2 separate regions of the Mus musculus genome follow, and region 2 is linked to region 1. Evidence: chromatin contacts called from public Hi-C data. All regions are on one chromosome and are shown on one strand. Each heading gives the region's core, a stretch centred on a gene start, on an enhancer-like site or on the middle of the called end of the contact. The rest is flanking DNA. Distances are from core to core; before and after follow the strand shown. Region 1 overlaps Ralgapa2 (Ral GTPase activating protein, alpha subunit 2 (catalytic)). Region 2 overlaps Ralgapa2 (Ral GTPase activating protein, alpha subunit 2 (catalytic)).

Region 1 (7,876 bases), core at 3,413-5,912:
TGGGACAAATGGAAAGGACAAATCCCAGTGGTGTGTGTGTGTCCGTCCCTCCTTCCTGGCATGTGGGCCTCTGCACCTTGCAGAAGGCTTTGACTGATGGTTCCCCTTACTCACTCGCTGCTTTCCTAGTCCTCTGCTCTGACTCGGAGGTTTGTGGGAATCCCTCATAGGCAGGTCACAGGCTGAGTTCCTGCAGCCCAGAGGTCTCAGATGGCGTCATCATCAGACTCTGAGGGGTCTATTAACTTGGGTGATAAACTGTACAGCTTTACTTTCTGTATACCCTCTGAAATGATATATTTCCTTCCATTATAAATATAGACATCAAACCACAATGGCAATATTTATGGAAATCACAGACCCTTTCACAGTACACTAATTCTTACTAAAGCCTCACAATTATAGAAGCAGTGCACAACTTCATTGTTGTTATATATAGCTAGCCATGAGTAAGCAAGTTTGTTATAAAAAAATTCCACAAACATAAATAGAAGCTGCTGAGTCCATTTTGTTGTTTGTGTAGATATGGTTCCAGGGAGAACACTCTGTATTGGACAACCAATACAGGAGGCCATCCTAACTCAGACTAACTGTCCCTTTCCCAGCAGTTACTACTTGTCTACAGTTATGCAAGTGTGTGTGTGTATACACACATTCATATACATACATACATACATACATATATATAAAATAATCAAAGAAAAAGGCTATCAATTTGAGAGTGGGGGGCATGGGAGGAGCTGGGGAAGGGTACCTGAGAGGGCTGGAGGGAGGAGAGGGAAGGAGGAAAGTGATATAGTTCTATCTTAATTAAAAATGTATTCTTAAAATAAAAAGCAATCCACTGAAACCGACTTCCTTTGTAACACTATATGCTTTATTTTCCACGTCTACAAACATTTTGAGAAGGGCAGAAGGCCGTCAGCACAAAGGAGGCTGAGTACTCCATTTTGTTTAGGTGTTCTCTAGGATGGTTAAGAATGGGACCTCACAAAATTATAAAGCTTCTGTAAGGCAAAGGACACTGTCAATAAGACAAAACGGCAACTGACAGATTGGGAAAAGATCTTTACCAATCCTAAATCCAATAGGGGGCTAATATCCAATATATACAAAGAACTCAAGAAGTTGGACTCCAGAAAACCAAATAACCCTATTAAAAAACGGGGCTAGGGCTGGTGAGATGGCTCAGTGGGTAAGAGCACCCGACTGCTCTTCTGAAGGTCAGGAGTTCAAATCCCAGCAACCACATGGTGGCTCACAACCATCTGTAATGAAATCTGCCTCCCTCTTCTGGAGTGTCTGAGGACAGCTACAGTGTACTTAAATATAATAAATAAATAAATCTTTAAAAAAAATAAAAAATAAATAAAAATAAAAAACGGGGCTAAACAAAGAATTTTCAACTGAGGAATACTGGATGGCTGAGAAGAACCTAAAAAAATGTTCAACATCTTTAATCATCAGGGAAATGCAAATCAAAACAACCCTGAGATTCCATCTCACACCAGTCAGAATGGTTAAGATAAAAAACTCAGGTGACAGCAGATGCTGGCAAGGATGTGGAGAAAGAGGAACACTCCATTGTTGGTGGGATTGTAGTCTGGTACAACCACTCTGGAAATCAGTTTGGCAGTTCCTCAGGAAATTGGACATAGTTCTACTGGAAGATCCAGCAATACCACTCCTGGGCATATACCCAGAAGATGCTCCAACTTGTAATAAGGACACATGTTCCACTATGTTTATAGCAGCCTTATTTATAATAGCCAGAAGCTGGAAAGAACCCAGATGTCCCTCAACAGAGGAATGGACACAGAATATATGGTACATTTACACAATGGAGTACTATGCAGCTATCAAAAATAATGAATTTATGAAATTCTTAGACAAATGGATGGATCTGGAGGATATCATCCTAAGTGAGGTAACCCAATCACAAAAGAACACACATGATATTCACTCACTGATAAGTGGATATTAGCCCAGAAGCTCAGAATCTCTTTTAGAAGAGGGAACAAAATACCCATGGAAGGAGTTACAGAGACAAAGTTCAGAGCAGAGACTGAAGGAACAACCATCCAGAGACTGCCCCTCTTGGGGATCCATCCCATAAACAACCACCTAACCCAGACACTAAGGCAGATGCCAACAAGAGCTTGCAGATAGGAGCTTGATATAGCTGTCTCCTGAGAGGCTCTGCCAGTGCCTGACAAATACAGAGGTGGATGCTCACAGCCTACCATTGGACTGAGCACAGGGTCCCCAATGAAGGAGCTAGAAAAAGTACCTAAGGAGCTGAAGGGGTTTGCACCCCATAGGAGGAACAACAATATGAACTAACCAGTACCCCTAGAGCTCCTTGGGACTAAACCACCAATCAAAGAAAACACATGGTGGGACTTGTGGCTCTAGCTTCATATGTAACAGAGGATGGCCTAGTCGGTCATCAATGGGAGGAGAGGCCCTAGGTCCTGTGAAGGTTCTATGCCCCAATATAGGGGAATGCCAGGGCCAGGAATGGGTGTGGGTGGGTTGGAGAGTAGGGGGAGGGGGGAGGAGATAGGGGATTTTCAGAGGGGAAACTAGGAAAGGGGATAACATTTGAAATGTAAATAACGAAAGTATCTAATAAAAAAAATAAAAAAAATCAGGTTAAAAAAAAAAAAAGAATGACAGGACCACCAGTGGCCCTAAGACTGCAGATTCACAGGGGTGTGGCCACTGGTCATGGTGCAACACACAGCCTAATTGTGGAATTCTGCCTCTTTTCCCTATGCCACATCATCGACTCCAGCCATATCTGACAGCTGAGGGGGCAGTCCTAGAGAGGCTGGGCACAGCCCCATATCCACTGTGAGGAGGGGGATTTTGGACCAGTGTACAGTTCCATGAAGGTCAAGGCAGACTTGCCTGTGAGATGTGAAGCTCTAATAAAAGAGAGAGAGAAAAAGTAATTTCAAGATAGGAAAATAAAAGTCTATTAAAATTTCAACAACGCTGGGCAGTGGAGGCACACACCTTTAATCCCAGCACTTGGGAGGCAGATGCCAGCAGATTTCTGAGTTTGAGGCCAGCCTGGTCTACGGAGTGAGTTCCAGGACAGCCAGGGCTACACAGAGAAGCCCTGTCTCGGAAAAGCAAAATAAATAAATAAATAAATAATTTTTTTTTTAACTTTGTCATTACAGAGTACTCAATGTCAAAGGGGACTGGGGACAGAAATCCTTCAAGAAAAAACTTGCAGAAACTGTGTTCCTTTTCTTTTTCAGATCTGTCCCTGCTACACAGCCATTAGAGGTGAGTAGGAGGGAACTCACATTGGTGAAGCATGTATCATTGCCTTTGCAAGCCCCTTTTTCAGACATGGAAACTGAGGCCAGGGAACTGGCCCTCTTGTCTCAAGTCACTGTCTCAAGTTATCACCAAGTGGCCTCTGATGATAGGTTGAGAAACAGCCCAGAGTCCCCTTAGGTTCTAATAAAAAAAGCAACCCTGTATCTCTTTCCAGTTAGGTACCTCGTGAGAGGCTGGAGAGCCAGCTGGAACCGCTTTCCTCCTTTCTATTCTCAGGGACAGATTCTGACCCCGGCCTGGGCTGGGGAGGCTGGTGGGATGAACCAATGGAAAAGCGACAGGGAGTAGTAGTGAGTCATCTGAACCAACAGCTACACACAGGGCTCCAAAGCCACACAAAACAGGTAATTTAATTTCATAAAGGGATCTTTCTACCGTTTGTTTTTCCCCCTCTCAGCCTATTGAAATGTACACACCATGAGGACAAAGTCCAGGGCACTCTTCAGCTGCAATTTTACTTCTGCACATATTTAATGTGTTGCTGGGGATGAAGCATTTCATGGTTCCTGTGCTTAGCAAATGAAATAAATCAATGTGTTATGAGAGAGCCTTTTTCCCCTTGCTGTTTGGGGGAAGTGCTCTTTACTCTTCAACTAACAGGAGCTTAACGAACCATTTCACATTCTAAACCCCTGGAAAGGTCATAATGCCTATTTCTTATTTTTTTTTTAAAAAACACTGAATAATACTAATTTTCTTTTATGTATCCACATGGGTAGTGGTGCTTTAAAAAATTACTAAAAATAAACAATGCCACAGAGCAGGAGAATCTTTTTATTTGTTAAATATAGATACTCGTAGGTCTTTATAAAGCAAGACAGAAAGAGAGATGACCTGGCCCAGGGTTTTATTAAGTATAATCAAAGAACCAGGGAATTTGGGTTGCCATGGAAGTCAGGCCTAAATAAAGTTTATCACACTGTGCCGACTTAGCATTGTGCCTTGAAATAATAAAGCCGATGTGCCACAAAAAACACAGGTCACTCAGCAGTTAGGTTCCTTTGCTTGCATTTCTTTTAAATTTTTATGCTTAAACTTCCCAGCCTGTACTAAAAAGGGCCCGGCTTTGTGGCATAACAGAAACAGGTACTCAAGGCTCGCCTCTGCTTCATGCTTGAGCCAGTCTCATTTTTCTGTCCTAATTGCAGCAGACAGCATTTCGGCTTTGTCAGCCCTACCTGCTCTGAATAGGAGCACTTTTGCCTCCCCCCTTGTCAAAGACCAGGGAAGAAAGCGCGCTCTCTGGTTGGCAGCAGTCTTGGATCCTCGCCCCCGGCCATACTGTGCAATCACGCTGTTTATCCCACTGTAACAATCAGACAGCGAGAGCTGAGCACCTGGTCCTCCCGGCCCCGGCCTTCCTTGGCAGCTGACGGGCAACCTCGCTGCCAGGTGGTCGCGCTTCAATTACATTAGCTAGCCATTCTAGGGTTAACGAGGACCCACTCTCCTCAGAATGCCCCGAGAAAATCAGTTATTCATAAAAGACAGTATGCCTTTTGTTGATAGCCGAACAATGTTGCTGAATATCCATTAAATTAAATTCTCCTTATTGGGCTGAATAATGCAGTAGCGATAGCCCCGGCTAGAAGTTTGCATGTTTATTTACCGAATTTCTGAATAATTTATACACGGATCCTGGCTCTATTTTTCATTTGGTGGCCAAATGCTTCTTTGGAATGGGTCTGTGTGGCTTTGCCTTCGTTTTAATACAGGCTGACACTCACTCACAAATGGAAAACAAATGAAGGCACGCTGTAATGGAGTGCTGGGGAAAGGAAATTGTACTTTGACTCAGAATTCACCTCCCAATTTTCTATTGCAGGAGGACTTCTAAATTTGCATAGACGCTTTTGTGGGCTGTTTCATTTGAGAAGCCTTTTCCACACACACAAAAAGGAAGACAGTGTGCTGGCCGGTCGTTAATCTCCGAGCCAGGGCTATTACCAGTGCTTAGGTACACAGTGGCCCTGTGGAGACCTGGTGGTAACTGAATTTGATGGACAGCTAGAATGTGTCTCCCTGCCACCATCCTTCTGGAGAGCTGTTATCTGTGATCATTGGCAGCAGAGACTACAGGGACAGGAAAGTCATGAACTGCAAGGTTTTCCTCCTGTCTGCTCTCCCCACACATCAGAGAGTGGGTATAGGAGGAATACTCCCTCCTCTTGGCATGTGGGGTGGGCCTGAGCCTCAGAGCCATGGTTGCCCAGATAGACCGATCTGGGAAAGCTGTGAGAGGATCTGCAGAGAGACAAGAACAGGGTAGAACAAATACCACTGTTCTAGGAACTGAGTCTTAGTTGGCTGGGAAGTAATTTTTAAAGTTAATTCATTTCTTTGCACAGTGCTATATTCAGGAACTCACATATGTTGGGCAAGCACACAACACTGATAAACCCCAAGACCAGGAGATAAGTTTAGAACAGGATGCAGGAGGAAAAAAAAAAAAACAAAACCCTGAGAGTTTTCTTCTCCCCTACAGCTCCATCACCCGAACGAAGGACATATTAATTATCACAAAGCAGAGAAGACAATGGGAAAATTCTATTGGATCTTCCTTTCACTTAAGGGAGAAAAGATCTTGCTTTTTTTTTTTTTTTTTTTGGTGATGAAAAAGATTGAATAAATCAAGCAAGAAAGGCAAACCTCAGTTGATATGCAAATGCAAAGGAGTCTGGAAGAGGGGTTTTCAGGCTTAGCAGTGGCACAGCACAGCAGCTGGGAGGCGGGAGCAGGGCTAGGAGTGTGAACCTGCAGGATGCACCACTCCTAGTTGGTGTCTTGGAGGCCTTGGGCAAGTCACACTTTTTCTTTGTCTTCTCTTTTTGCAGCCATTTAGCACCTTGCATGGTCTGAGAGCTCAGATTTTTAAGCTAGCCTGCAGACCATTCCTGAGCATGCTCTCAGATTTCAGGAACTTCTTTAAACTGCTCTCTCTCACCCTAATCTCGTCCAAGATGTGAGTTTATGTGGTCTTGAACATAATCACCTCACTAAGTTTTTCTGATTTAAGACATCAAAAGCAAACTAGAACCCAGTGCCACAGCAGAGCCAACACCCTGAAATGACTGTTCCTGGTGGGTGAAGTACCAAGAGCACAACCTCCAATTGGATACTCAGAAAGGCATGCTCCTAGCTTGCTTCCTGATCATCTCCGATAAGCGCTTGGGCTTTTTCTTGCCATTTATCTTCCCAGGCAGGCTGGTGTCTGCTCACAATGCACGTTTCCAGTAACATTGTCTCTGAATGATAAGATCCACCTTGAACAAGGCTCCCACACAAAGACTGTCGAATGTGCCGGTGACAAAGCGGACACTCTTCTATGGCTCAAAAACAATGGCTGACACTTCTGTATGAATAGACAGAAGGCACATCAAAGGCAGCCTTTCACAGGGAAAAATTGTATGATGCCCACTTTAATCTCTCTGAAAACCTATGCACAAACTGAACCCAATTTTATTTTTCAGATAAATGTTAAGGCTTGATACAAGGACACCTTTTTCTTTGCAGTTAAAAGAGGAGGAGACAAAGATATGCTAGCATAGCCTTTGAACTTTTGAAAGCTGTATCAATGGACCAAGGTACTTAACCACTGATACAAGGGCAGGGATTTTACAATAGCTGCATTTAAAGCATTCTGACTAAAACCAGTCATTATTAAAGATTAAAGAAAGGCATTAATATCCACATTTTTCTTAAAGCTACATTCTTTTTAATACTATTAACCCTTTGATCAATTAACAAGGTCTAAATAGAGAAGGCTTATAAAATCACAGAGGCCCAGGGCTGTGATTTGGAGAGACCACACTCACTCCTTAAATAAGGATGCAGAGCAAATGCCTTGTGGGTAGGACAGGAAAATTGCCCTCAGGCCTGGGGTAACTCCGCACACTGGTTTGGGAGGGAGGGCTGTGGAATGGTGTCTGCGAGGGCTCCTGAGCTCTCCTTTCTTCTTGCATCCCAGCTCCCTTTAAGCCTTAGGTATCCTATTGCACTGCTGCTGGTGGTGGTGGTTTCCCCTTGTTTCAGCTAGTTCAACCCCATCCAGGGGACTCAGCTTCTTCCTTCTAGCCAGGCTGCTAGTCTGATTTTTAACCTTGTGACTTTTCTTACAAATGCGTCTTGATGGTTGTGCAGCTCAAGTTCCAAGTCTATTTTATTTTATTTTATTTTATTTTATTTTATTTTATTTTATTTCTTTTGGTTTTTCGAGACAGGGTTTCTCTGTGTAGCCCTGGATGTCCTGGAACTCACTCTGTAGACCAGGCTGGCCTCGAACTCAGAAATCCGCCTGCCTCTGCCTCCCAAGTGCTGGGATTAAAGGCGTGCACCTGCGCACACCTCAGGAAGTCAGATCCCTCTGTAGGACGTGGTTTCCTCAAGTCTAGATGGTGACATGTGATACTTATATGAAGCACTTAGTACAGGGCACAACACAAACTGAGGCCTAGGGAGGGAGGGCTGTCTAACATAACCATTCCCAGTTCTGAAAGGGACCATGGTTTCTTGCCCCCAT
Region 2 (7,876 bases), core at 2,995-5,494, 100 kb after region 1:
CCCCATGCCCAGAGTCAGTTATAGGGTGAAAAGCTGACTAGCCCATCACAAAGCACAGTTAAAGCCTAATCTAAGTCTGGAAGTGGAAGAAGCCAGCTTCTCAGGTGGTGAGGTGAGGTTGCTTTGGTTACCCACTCCGCCCTCACAGTGACTGTGGAATGGGTTGGGACAAAGAAAAGTTTCCAGTTTTCCCTTTCTACCATCTATCACATTTACATTTATTCTGTCTGGGAAAAGACAAGAAACACTCTAAAGACTCCATTACGGAAGGTTCGGGTGGCTTGAGCCTTGGGAAAGGCTATAGTAAATAAAATACACTTCTAAAAACAGACTTTGGAGAAGAAAAACACATCACCTACTATGTCCTGTTGAATACATAAAAGATTTATGATGGAATATGCATGTTTTCTATTCTTCATTGATTGCATTTACTTAAAAGAGAAGTTTTATACCCGAAATCCAATGAGGTAAATCAAATGTTTTGTTAGTTTCTGGGCTCTCAGGTACGTTTGTTGCTCTCCAGAACAGCCTCCTGTGCGATCTATCATCTTACACATTTTAAAGCCATGAAACAAGTTCTCTGCCCACATGGGAAACCTCATAACTGAAACCTCTGCTGCCTGTCACTGTTAACGTATTTCCACTCTCCTTATTGAGGTATAAGTGGGCTTGGCAGATTAACAAAAATTATTATTGGTTATATAGCTATAAAATAAAAGAAAAACCCTTCTATCCAATTGTTTCCAGGAGTCACCCACCCGAAGTCTCTATGACTGGATAGTTGAGTGAAGTCTAATGAAATTTATTTTTCTTGAAAAAGTTTAACAGCTCTATAGCTGGTACTTTTTCATGAAACTTGAGAGATACTCGGAAAGCCCTAGACACTACAAGGCGGTGTTCGTTTACCATTCTGACTTTGGTACATATATACAGTGAGAAGAACACGCACCATCTATCTTTATAACTATTAGTTTTTCATCAATCCTTGCTAAAACATAAAAGTTTTGCATATTCCTGAAGTAAACCCTTGTGTTGGGTAAATTAATCTGAATCAAGTGAATTTAAATGAATGCAATTATATTTTTAAAGAGATTAAATGTTTTGAGTGTCAGATTATTTTTAAAAATACATAGTAACAAAACTAAGAAAAAATAAAAAACCTTTAGATATTCTATTGTGATAACAAAGTAAATTTATAATTACATACCAATTGTTTAAGTCCAACAGGGTTAAAAAATGTGTATTTTAGGTATAGAAAACGTCCCTGGAAATATTTTCCATAAATCTCTAATTTCTAGTAGGAAAGAATTCTTTGGGAACACACATGTGCCTCCTGCTATGGCATCTGAGGTAAAGGAAGGTAGAGGCATGAATTGTCTAAATGCTTAACACTGAACCATATGTATGATTAAGCATCAGCCTTCCCTCTTTTCCTCAATTCATAGCACCCTTCAGAACTGCACTTGACTTTGAGAAGCAATGGGAACACTGTCTGTGTGTTCTTCTACCTTTGTCAGAATACTTTCTGTCCAATACAGTACCTTACCTGTTCTCCAATATTTCATATAAACAAAACATATATATGTATACACACACAGACACACACACACATACACACAATCTATGTCTCAGTCATCACTAACCCTTGTTAACTTGTTCCTGTGCTATTATAATTCCCTTTTTGTTCTTGCTATCATCATTCTCTCATGGTTATAATTTATCCCAAATAACCGCTGTGGTGTAAGGTCCTTCAACGGTTCGTGTTCTCTCTCTCTCTCTCTCAACTCATGTTGAACATCTTGCTTCAAAACCATTATCTGTGGGATGAAAACTACTCAGTGACTGGAAGATTGAGCAGTGAGCTATGTAAGCAAGGTTCAAGGGTCATGCCTGCATGGTCTATACTTGGCCCTTCTGACGATCCAGACAGTCGGAGGCTCTTTACAGTGCTACCCTGCTTACTCATGTTCACGTGTTATTTTATCCATAATTATCTGGCACTAAGTCAAAGTTGCTCTCTGGTCCTTGGGCATTTCCTGAGTCCTGTGACATGCAAACCCCCATCCTGCATCTTGTCTTGTAAATCCTGCCACTCTTTAAACCCTCCCAAGTCCTGCCAAGTCCAATCTCTTCATTTGCCAACCAATTTAGCTACAAGGACATATGACACCCAAATACCAGTTATTTGGTTCTTTGTTCAAATTAATGGATATTACAGATATTTATGCATTTCATACCTTCAAAACTCAATACTTACCAATAGTGAGAAAAAATATCCAATGTAAAACAGTTCTTGAATAAAAAACAACAACAAAAAAAGAAAGGATGGTATGATTCTAATTAAAAAATGTTTAAAAGTAACTAGAAAATACAAGAATGCTCAAGGACCTTAGAGTCTTCTAGTTTACCTCATCCATGAGCACTCTCAGTTAGGTGGTACCCTACGGCTAGTGAGAAGCAAAACTGAGTGTTGTTCTCAGGTCTCATAGGTGTCAACTTGAGGCTTGTCATCTATAAAGGCTGCATAGTAAAGCCATTTTGAAGTCATATCCTGAAGCATGGAGATACAAGACCCATTGTTACAACAGGAATAGATTCAGATTAGTCCTTTTCCCCTCATAGTACAAAACTATGGCTTTAAAAATTCTTTTTAAAATGGAAGAATCACACATCTGATTAGTATTAACAAATTTAGGGTAAAATTTATAATTGTATTTTCTTAGTCCACATAGATAGCATGTTCAAATTATATAAAATATATAATTATAAAATGTGAGAAATTTAGAACATGATAAATATTTTCTATCCAGCTGTTTTGAAATTACTACGTTGTGAATAGTTTTACGGGTTTTATTACTTCAGCCCTGAAGTCTAATTCTTGTACACCATTCAGAATCCCCAGGTTCTCTGGTAGAAACCATGGTGGAACTATGATCTGTCCTGTTTTTTTTTTTTTTCCCTGAGAGATTAGAAATCTGGAAAATTGTTTAATCTCTCATTCATGGAAAAGCTATAAAAGAAAAAGTGGATATTCTCTGTAAAGCAGTAATGTCCCTGTGTCATGAGCCAGTGGTACTGTGTGGAAAAAAATAGGACACAATTTTGAGTTGGGATTGTAATGACCAAAAAAAAAAAAAAAGAAAGAAAAAAAAAAGGTCAAAATAAAAATCACTACTTTCTAAAAAAATTCTTTTAAAATGAAACTTCTATAGCGTGAGCTCTTATACTGAGAAAATCAAGATTATACACTAGGTGTCATATAAATGTCTAAATGCGAAAGTGTGTACTCTACTGTGACAGCACTGAATTAAAATTCTGAGTCAAGATTTCTGTAAAAATAGCTTACCATACAAAATCAGCATGGCAGAGAAGTAACAAAATTATTCCCTTTGATATGAGACAAACAAGACAAGTAAAAATAAGTCTCTGCCTTCCACTGGGTTTGCTATGATAATTCTTTTTCCATAAGTGAATACTCATATCAGTTTAGCTTTAACTATGCTGAAGAACTTATACATATCTAGCACACAAAGTTCTAGTTATAAGGGTAAATTTCTAGCAAAGAGCAGTTCTTTGTTTGAGAAAAGGTGATGCAATGATTACATATCACTGCATGATGCAGGCTGTCTGAGGTTATTAGAAGAGCCAGGTATGGCCAATTTACAAGGATCACCCCTGCACCTTGCTTTCATAGCTCACCCGTGAGTCCTACACTCACTGAGGAGACCCTGGGGATCTCTTTACAACCGACTGTTTATTATTATATTATTCCATCATATACCTCTTGAGAGGAGGCTGTAACATCCGTTAAGAAAAAGCATAAACTTATTTTGATTTCTAAGATAGAATAATCCTATATATATAGTACCTAAAATTATATATATTTTTAATATTGGTATAGTTAAAAAGTACACTCAAAGAGCAAGTTAAAATATTCTTAAAACAAGTGACATATTATTGGCTACAAAATAAGTGACTAAAGTTAAAAGAGAAAAACCCCAGTTGGGTAAGTTTAATGCGGCAGGTTTATGTAGGAGATGAACTGAACTGTTGTTATCCTGCATTTCCAGGACTCAGCAGCACTATGGAGCAGAGTTGTAGATTATGCCAGAATCTTACATGTAGACAACACAATCTGTTTTGCAGAGCGTTTGAGGACAATTGACAGCAGTGTCAGCTGGCTTACAGAATTTCCAGAAGTGTCAAAGAACCAACCATGAGTCTCAGCAGTGAAGGAAAAGACAGCAGACACACCCAGCTACACTCTAAGCTGAGAAGGCTGGCACTAGCAGAGATCCTGCTGTTTGCAGTGATGCTAGTGTCTGGGCAGAACTTCCAAAGATTAGAGGGCCCAGCTCCTTCAAGATGCTGTCCCACTACTCCCCATGTCTTTCAAATACTATGCCAAACTAGTTGCAAGGAGTCTGGCTCATTCAGAGTTCAGCCTTCCAGCATCTATCATTGAGTTAGGTGAAAAGCAAGTAGGACCATAGGACCACAAGACATTCCTGGATCATGGGTATAAAGAGCAAATCACTACTTATGTCTGACCCACAACACAGGGAGTAGACATTTCTCCACTTGTAATGTATGTTTTTCAGTCAGATCATTATATTAAAATGTAAGATGGCAGATGGGTAATGAAACAAACACAGTACTCAATTATTGGAAAAATGAAATACATGAGGTTCTTGGAACTACTGCACTAATTGCCCTCAATCTTCACATAAGGACTCACAGTTACTAAAGGAAGTAAAACTCTATGATTATGCTCCTCTTACACTATGGAACCAGGGCCTGGTGAGGCCAAATGACTTGGCTAAGACATGAAGGCCAAGACGAAAACTCAGCCCTCCTGAAGGCTCTTTACAGTTATACTTTATCATATCATATTCTACCATATCAAAAATTATGCTGATATTATTCAAATTTGTATGTCAATGATTATTGTAGAGCAGAACTATATACATTCTTCACCTGAGGAAAGTTTCATGCTGGTTTTCTTTTTTCTGCCTTAGAAAATATGATAATATAGCATTATAGACTACAATGACAAAGATCCACATTTCCCGAAATTTCTATATGCAAATTTGTAACAATAACTTTGTTTTACTGTAAGTTTTGCATTTAAAAGAGAACTTAACTTTGATGTATAACAGACAAATTAAATTATATTAAGACGGTAAATCTGTAAGTCATTGTTAAAAAATAGTTTACTTATTTTAAGAAAAGAAAACTTTCCAGTCTTTGATATATGTTCTTACAAACATGAAAATAAAATTCCTTTCCTCAACTGTCCTTTTCCATTTCACACGTATTGATCTTTCCATATGTTTTAAATAATCATGAAATTAATAGGAAATGTTTTTAATAAATCCAAATCATAGTTCCTTTCATGTCAAAATATTTTGGGGAAGACTAAGGTGAAAAAGCTGCTTAAACATTAGGACAAACTGAGAGCAACCAAGAACAGCTTTAGAAGAGAAGTGGAAAAATGACAGCAACTGGGAAGGTATCTGAAGGTCAGAGGGGACTCTGAGAGGAGTATGAAGGGGAAGGAATATGGCCCAGCAAAACCAAACAAGGGAGGAATGAGATCAAGGAGTGTTTGACTAACAAGTTAGCTGTCAGTCAATGGAAAAGACAAGCCCAATGGGTCCAGAAAGCTTTTCTGTGAATTCTAACATCCTTTTGAATACATGGCATTTGGCAAAAATTCTCAAGATGTTTTGTGCTTTCATTATTCATAAAATAGGGCAGATATTATGTGTGGAGAAGAATGAGTGGGACACCACACTGTTCCTGGTACAGGGTCTGGCACTAGGAGACAGGAACATCCCTCACCTCCACCCAATATTCCAGGCACAGTGCAGCTGGGCTGGAGAGGCAACAGGAAGATCCTTCATGGCTTTGAACCAGTGACAACATTACTAGCACTGAAAAAAATCCAGGACCAGGCATGGTGGTGCAGGTCTTTAATCCCATCATTTGGGAGGCAAGCAGTTCTCAATGAATTTGAGGCCAGCATAATCTATATAGTGAGTCAAGGCTACATTGAGAGCTTGTCTTAAAAAAACTAGGGTGTAGGTGGGGAATCTTTATCACGGAAAACCCCTCCATTTTATGGATTTTTTTCCTTCTTTCTTTCTTTCTTTCTTTCTTTCTTTCTTTCTTTCTTTCTTTCTTTCTTTCTTTCTTTCTTTCTTTCTTTCTTTCTTTCTTTCTTTTAACAATCATGCACATTACAAACCCACACTACATCACAGCGAGAGAGAAAAGGCCATCTGATAAGGCCATTATGCTGTCTATTAAATAAGTTAGTGATGTAACTAATACTATTACAAATGTTGTTTTAGAAGTACTACATTTGGCATTCTGGCTGTTTGGCTTACATAACAAATTTGGTATAATATTAGATGCAGTCATGCTTTTTACATGATTGTACACAAGACCATATATATATATGTGTGTGTGTGTGTGTGTGTGTGTATGTATATATATATATATATATACACACACATACATACATATATGGAGAGAGAGAGAGAGAGAGAGAGAGAGAGAGAGAGAGAGAGTGAGAGAGAGAGAGAGAGAGAGGGGATAGTTTTTGCATTTGAGTCTCAGCAATATTTGAAAAGCTATCTAATGTCTGAGCACTTGTTTGCATCTCAGCATCTCACTGAGCACTGTGGCTACAACCCCAATTCTATCAGATTCAGGAGAAGCGTTTGGTAAACCACCATGCTGCACACACACTGTCACAGGGTTCTGGCTCTTCTGGCCAGTTTGAACTATTTAACTGAGTTGAGCAGACAAGTGTGCCATCCAGAGGGCAAAGGAGAAAACACATCTTGTGTTTTCTCTGTAAAATAAAACTAGTAGAGGTTAAATTAAAATACTAATATTTTAACCTAACTGTTGCATTTAATTATTCATGTAACACATTATTTATAGATTATGTATTTAATTTAAATAGCAAACTTAGTATTTGCTATTATTTATTGTTAAAGCCAAGGATAGTCTCTAGACTTCTCCCTTTGCATAAACAAATCCTTTTCATGCCACAATAGATGGAAGTGTGGTTCTTTGCAACTCTCACAGCATGGAAACAAGCCTTGACATGGTACCAGCCACAGGTGCACGGCTTACCAATTACAAAATTGAATTTAACTGTATTCTCTGTAGCAAATGTTTTCTTTTCTTTTTATAATGAATATAGCGTGTGTTTCCAGAAGTACATATAACTTCTAAAACAACCACCATGATCTACTTAAACATGTGGGCCAAAAGTTAAACTAATTAACCAGAGACATTTTTTACTTAAATAAGAAAGGTTTCTTTCATTAGAAGGACTCTGGGTAAATTTCTTCTGGCAAAGAAATAAAGTTCACTTTAGGGTAATTCTGTTTGGCAGACAGTTGGGGCTTCTAAAATATATAGTAATAATTGTAAGGTTAAAGTAAAATAGTTAATTCTATTAAAGCCACATAAAAATCCAGACTCCTAGTGGTGCACACAATAGGGTGATTATAGACTAGAGATGTATGATATCCCCATTCTGCCCTAATGTCTGCACTGATGGGACTGCTGCTGCCATTGTGCTGTCTACAAGACAACTGTCTTCCTTTAACTGAAAACATGATGTACATTGAAATGTGAAGACAATTTTAAGTATATAATCTCAACACCTTTCCTGAATAAAATGTTTTCAAACAATTCATAAAGACATACTCATGCTACTTTGAGTTCGTACTTCCTGCTTCACTCCTTCACTTCACACCAACACTTCACACAGAGCATGATTTCAAACTCACAGCTCTTACGCAACTTCCTAAAAAAAAACCATTCTAGTACTACTACTTTGTGCTGATTTCAG

What was found. A called contact is a pair of places that touch in the nucleus more often than the background predicts.
Region 2: a Hi-C map of cerebellum shows a contact between it and region 1, with 2.1 times the contacts expected there. The contact joins two enhancer-like sites. A contact is called at or near these places in 4 of 39 promoter capture datasets (the C10 cell line, liver, pre-B cells and 1 more), 4 of 484 Hi-C or Micro-C datasets (cerebellum, cerebral cortex, nephron progenitors and 1 more), 1 of 115 datasets of contacts at active chromatin or transcription factors (embryonic stem cells) and 3 of 9 other capture datasets (adipose tissue, liver and pancreatic islet).

Annotation. Positions count from the first base shown.
Region 1 is chr2:146,274,984-146,282,859 of GRCm38.p6, forward strand. All of the region lies in intron 38 of Ralgapa2 (Ral GTPase activating protein, alpha subunit 2 (catalytic)), which reads right to left. Among named protein-coding and RNA genes, the nearest start is that of A930019D19Rik, 20 kb to the left of the region's middle. Within about 2 kb of position 4,663, at least 64 of the 459 cell types and tissues checked have an H3K27ac peak or open chromatin away from gene starts, as enhancers often do. A contact at or near this core is called in cerebellum, where this site is marked.
Region 2 is chr2:146,377,992-146,385,867 of GRCm38.p6, forward strand. The region is part of intron 24 of Ralgapa2 (Ral GTPase activating protein, alpha subunit 2 (catalytic)); the gene reads right to left. Among named protein-coding and RNA genes, the nearest start is that of A930019D19Rik, 120 kb to the left of the region's middle. Within about 2 kb of position 4,245, at least 1 of the 459 cell types and tissues checked has an H3K27ac peak or open chromatin away from gene starts, as enhancers often do. A contact at or near this core is called in cerebellum, where this site is marked.